2 separate regions of the Mus musculus genome follow, and region 1 is linked to region 2. Evidence: chromatin contacts called from public HiChIP or PLAC-seq data. All regions are on one chromosome and are shown on one strand. The core of a region is the stretch at or near the end of the contact, and the rest is flanking DNA. Distances in the headings are between cores, read along the strand shown.

Region 1 (2,700 bases), core at 190-2,689, 60 kb after region 2:
GGCATCTCACCCTCCACAACCACTCCCTCCGACCCAGGCGGGGAGGGCTCCCACGTGGTTCCAGAAAAATAATAATAATTAATAATAAGAAATAATAAGGCGCCCCCACTTAATGCTGCGGCACAGCGGCAGCCGGTCAGATCTGGAAGGGGAAGGAACTCAGGTAGTCACGGAGTACCGGGTTAAGAGGGATGCGCGCCAGGTTCTCGCGACCCACGGCGGCCACGATGCGCTGGCGACACAGCTCCTGCAGCGGCCGCACGCGGCGCTGGCGCAGCGGGGCCCCCAACATGCGGCGCGGCGCCGCCACGTAGTGCTCCAGCAGCTCGAAAAGGCAGTCGAAGGTCTCGCGGCTGCCGTCCAAGTGGAAGCGGCCGGCCTGGAAGTGCACGCGGATGCTCGTGGGGCCCGAAGCCATCTTCACGCTGAGCGCGAAGAAGCAGTTCCGTTGGCGACTGTCGCGCACCAAGAAGGTGCCCACGGGCTCGGCACGCAGCCGCTCGTGCGCCCCGTGCACGCTCAGGGGTCCCCAATAGAAGCCGCAGGCGTCCAGGAGCGCGCTGGTCCGCGTGATGCGCCGGTAATCGGAGTGGGAGCGGAAGGTGCGGAAGTGAGTGTCGCCAGGGGCTGGGGCTGGGACCGCCGGGCAGGGCCGGGGACGCACGGGGGCCGCTGGCGAGGACGAAGACGAGGACGAGGAGGGCTCTGACCGCCGTCGGGGCTCTGCTGCCGGGGAGATCGCATTGTCGGCTGCCACCTGGTTGCGTGCTACCATCCTACTCGAGGGGCCAGCTGGAGGGGTGGGCCATAGCGTCCGGGGCTGCGCTGATGGGGGAGACAGAGGCAGTGAGCCGGGCGTCCGGGTGGCACAGGCCGGCCAACAGACCCCAAGGAGCGAGAGCGGCACGCAGAATCCGCCCGGAGCTTGAGCCTCGGTGGGCTCATCTGCGAAGTAGGCCGTTCCTGTATGCGGAACCCTTCCAGACTGGCGGTGGAGCCCTGCCTCCCCGCGCGCGTGGAGAAGGGGGCGTGGAGAGGGGCCCGACTCCCGGCCGTCCCCGCTGGTGGCTAGTCGCCTCGCGGCTGCCGCCTACTGGCCACGCCGGGGACTGGAACCCGGGCGGAGGATCAGGGCTCAGGGCCGGAGAGGAGGGGCTGACGGCGCCCCGCTCGAGCGAGGGGCCTCCTGGGGGAGCCGGGGCGGGGGTGGGGGGGCGCCAGAGGCGTGGCATCCTCGACCCTGCCATACAGTCTGCGAGGTTAGTCCTGCCGGGCTCTGCTCCCATCACCTCCCATCCCCTCCCGCCTGCTCCCTCGCAGCTGCCTTGGCTCACCTGGCGGCAGGACGCGGGGAGCCGCGGCTGGGGGCTCCGGGGCGGCTGTCGCGCATGCTCCGGGGCTGGGAGCCGTGCCGCTGCCACGGCCGCAGTTCTCTCTGCTGCTGCCCGCCCCTGCATCAGGCTCTTAAACCAGGCAGGCCCCGCCCACAGGTCCAGCCCACCCCCGCTTTCGGTTTCTCTTTCCGGCAAGTCTTTCGGGTTCTCTCTAGACTCCTGAGGCTCTCCCTGGAGACGGTTCCTCTAACTTGGTTTCGCCTCGCACCTTCCCACATTGGGACCTCTGGGGTTCCGGCTCCAACCGGAATCTTGTGTTCCGTGCCTGGGGTGCTTAGGACTTGGTGCCCGCTCTTTTGCTCTACCTTCGCCCCAAATCGCAGCCCGCCGTGTGGGATGCTAGCGCGGGGCTGACACGCCTCCTCCCCTCCGGGTGTCTGCATTCTTCTGGTTAGGGCTCCGCCTCGCCTGGACCCTGTGCTCCCCAAGCAGCTCCTCCCTGCCAGGGTCCTTCCTGCCCAGGACCCGAAGGCCTTGGCAATCTCGACCCTTCTTGGAACCCGGCTAGCTAGTCCTAGAGACCTGTGGGGCCGCCGCCCTCCTCCAGAGCCGCGTGCGGGCCCCTCCCGTTGGCCATTCGGCCTGGCCTTGGCTTGGGCTTCCCAGGAAGCGGTGGCCTGACCGCAGAGGCTTCAAAGGAAGCCTAAGGCGGTGCGGGAGGGGCGCCCCCGCTCCCGGCCTAGTTCCTCGGAAACCGGGCGGGGTTGGGCTGGGTTCCCAGGGGCCTGGACTCACTCTCTGCACTCTTACTACGTGGGCAGCCGGAGAAACTGAGGCCCCGGGCGGGGCTGTGATTCCAAAAAAAGCTGTAATCCCCAAACTTTTGGTCAAGACTCCAGCAAGCATCTGCCTGTACAAGGGGCCCCGAGCACACCTTGGCTTAGGATCCAGGCAGTCAGACCTATCATTAGGACACTGTGTGGTTTCGTGATTCAGTTTGTCCTGAAAGGCCAGGAGTGGGTGCCTGGCTGACGATGTTTATGAATGAAGGCGGATGAGGTTCGCGTGCAGGCTTCCCTGTGCTCACAGTGACGCACACTGCCCTCTACAGGTTTCTCTGTTAGCTGTCAGGCGGCTCCTCTGAAGCTCTGAGGCCAAGTCCTGGTCTCCCCAGACAGAGCACAGAGCGCCATATTTCATCCTAAGCACAACCAAACTTATCTTGTGGTGCTTGAATTTGTGTGGCTGTGGTTGTGGTGCAGCCATGGTCAGTCTAACCCTTGGTGGGCGATAAAGGCTGGGTTTGTAGCACTGCCTCCCTCTAGCGCGTCTCAGCCTAGACTGGCCTTCAGGTCTTTCTGGTCTG
Region 2 (2,700 bases), core at 82-2,581:
ACCAGAGCACTTCCTTTTTCACTCTTGTAGAAATCACAGTGTCACTGCTTAGAGAAGTAAGTTTGATGAAGGCCACCATGTGGTGGCTTCTCGGCAGAATAAATGAGACACTTTCTAAAGGCAAGCAGCTAAGTCTCCTCTGCTGCTCTCGGGGACGTGCCAGGAGAGGGTCAAGGGATGCAGACTCTCAGTGACCAGTGGGTCCCAAGACTTCCACCATGCTATGCTTTCCCCCTAAGCTGGAACTCCTGAGAGGCTCAAGCTAAATGTGCTGTTCTGTGACAGAAGTCTTCCTACTGTCACTTTGATTTGGCATGCAGCCCGATGTCGGTCTAGTACTAGCTGCTTCTGTTATAGGGCTTCAGGGCTTGTTTCTCTGGTGGTGGGCTTCAGTTCTCAGAGGGATACAGATGTATGCTGGGAGCAGCAAGCCCTACAAGTCTGTGGGTAAGGATAGAGTTAATCCTGAAAGCAGTGAGCCCCTGGTGGTCTGCCAGGTGTAGCCCTACATTACACAGAGTAGGAGCTCCTTAGAATGACACTTGAGTTGAGCAGGCTTCTGCACTTGACCTTCTGAGAGGCCCCTGTGGAATCCCCTACATAGACTCAAGCCAGTTCCATAATTCCAAAAAGGCAAATGCTTTTTAACCTGGAACACTTATATTTTAGTCAAATACCCAGAAGGCACCACCAGCCCCTGCTTTCTTGGAAGATTAAAAAAGCTTCAGCCCAGGCCCCAGTGTCCCTGTCTGCATACTGTGCAGTCTCTTACCGCCCTCAGGTTCAAGGTCTTAGTCCTCTTTTAGAATCTTTGATTTCTGGTTTGAACTCAGAAAGAAACTCAGTCCATCCACTGGGTTCTACCAAAACCTCCACTTACATCATGGAAGGAAGTTGAATTCATAATCAGGATCACTTGCCCCTCCCCTTTTTCTTCATCCTACCATGTCCAGATCCCTGTACTCCACCAGAACTACCAGCCCCATAGGCTCAGGGCAATTTTCTCCCTACCAGAAGAAGGTCAGAGCCAGCATACCAATATGACCAGGGGACGTAGCCTGTATCCTGCATTAACAAGGCATTCCTCACAATATCAGATAAGATTAGCTTCAACAACATAGAAAATGCTAGAAGGGAGGTTTCTGTTGCTCTCCAGTGACAGCTTCATGAATATGGGTAAACAAGGGATCCATGAGGCATCAGAGACCCTGCTCCTCTCCACTCAGTGTTCTTCCTTCCCTCATAAAGAGTTCCCCTCTTAGTCCAGGATGACTGCTGGACTTCTGTCATCCGTGTTCCAGGAAGCAGAATAGAGGATGTACCTACCCTCTTTCCTGTTGAAGAAGCTTCTTGGAAATCCCACATGCCACTTTGATGTCTGTCTCATGGCCACAACTCAGTTATAAGGCCATGCCTAGTGGCCAGGTTCTGTAACTGCAAGTGAAGGGAGAAATGAATAATAGAAATAAGCTAGCTATCTCAGAAACACGTCCACAGGGTTCTTGCTGCTTAAGTAGTGAAAGCTGTTACCCAGAACACTAGTCATCTTTGCAGTTGGGTTTCTCATACACTGCCTGAGCAGGACAGACTTGGTGGGGTATTGGGGGGAAACCTTTGCCCAAGCTGGCAGCTAGCACTCAGGCCCAACAAGTGCCAAGGACTGCAGGCCAGCCTGGGCTGCTGGAAGGAAGCGCTGAAGCAGAGGTAAACAGGAATGGACTCATCCCACCTCTCAAAGCCAGAGTGGACAGAACTTGGACTTGAACCTGGGATCCTGACTCCATGCCCAGTATTCCCTGTCACTGGGCTTAAAAATGGGAGGCTTCAACATCCTTAATCATCAGGGAAATACAAATCAAAACAACCCTGAGACTCCACCTCACACCAGTCAGAATGGCTAAGATGAAAAATTCAGGTGACAGCAGATGCTGGCGAGGATGTGGAGAAAGAGAAACACTCCTCCATTGTTGGTGGGATTACAGGCTTGTACAACCACTCTGGAAATCAGTCTGGCGGTTCCTCAGAAAACTGGACATAGTACTACCAGAGGATCCCACAATACCTCTCCTGGGCATATATCCAGAAGATGTTCCAACAAGTAAGAAGGACACATGCTCAACTATGTTCATAGCAGCCTTATTTATAATAGCCAGAAGCTGGAAAGAACCCAGATGCTCCTCAACAGAGGAATGGACACAGAAAATGTGGTACATTTACACAATGGAGTACTACTCAGCTATTAAAAAGAATGAATTTTTGAAATTCCTAGGCAAATGAATGGACCTGGAGGGCATCATCCTGAGTGAGGTAACCCAATCACAAAAGAACTTGCATAATATGTACTCACCGATAAGTGGATATTAGCCCAGAAATTTAGAATACCCAAGATATAAGATACAATTTGCTAAACGCATGAAACTCAAGAAGAACAAAGACCAAAGTGTGGACACTTTGCCCCTTCTTAGAATTGGGAACAAAACACCCATGGAAGGAGTTACAGAGACAAAGTTTGGAGCTGAGACGAAAAGATGGACCATCTAGAAACTGCCATATCCGGGGATCCATCCCATAATCAGCTTCCAAACACTGACACCTTTGCATACACTAGCAAGATTTTGCTAAAAGAACCCAGATATGGCTGTCTCTTGTGAGACTATGCCGGGGCCTAGCAAACACAGAAGTGGATGCTCACAGTCAGCT

The links. HiChIP or PLAC-seq counts read pairs in DNA pulled down with a chosen protein or histone mark.
Region 1: an H3K27ac HiChIP or PLAC-seq map of CD8 T cells shows a contact between it and region 2, with 13 times the contacts expected there. The contact joins the promoter of Socs1 here to the enhancer-like site in region 2. A contact is called at or near these places in 10 of 39 promoter capture datasets (the 3T3-L1 cell line, HPC-7-derived erythroid cells, embryonic stem cells and 5 more), 3 of 15 datasets of contacts at CTCF or cohesin (CD8 T cells, the G1E-ER4 cell line and large pre-B cells), 41 of 484 Hi-C or Micro-C datasets (the AML12 cell line, B cells, the BV-2 cell line and 25 more), 17 of 115 datasets of contacts at active chromatin or transcription factors (the 230-238 cell line, CD8 T cells, DN3 thymocytes and 10 more) and 4 of 9 other capture datasets (adipose tissue, liver, macrophages and 1 more).

What each region holds. Positions count from the first base shown.
Region 1 is chr16:10,784,097-10,786,796 of GRCm38.p6, forward strand. Socs1 (suppressor of cytokine signaling 1) reads right to left here and starts at 1,440. Exons shown (of 2, transcript NM_009896.2): 1 at 1,335-1,440; 2 at 1-825. The coding sequence starts at 775. The coding sequence ends at 137.
Region 2 is chr16:10,723,965-10,726,664 of GRCm38.p6, forward strand. The region is part of intron 21 of Clec16a (C-type lectin domain family 16, member A); the gene reads left to right. Among named protein-coding and RNA genes, the nearest start is that of Gm15558, 42 kb to the left of the region's middle. Within about 2 kb of position 1,332, at least 24 of the 459 cell types and tissues checked have an H3K27ac peak or open chromatin away from gene starts, as enhancers often do. A contact at or near this core is called in the 230-238 cell line, CD8 T cells, ECoMG-derived neutrophils and 6 more, where this site is marked.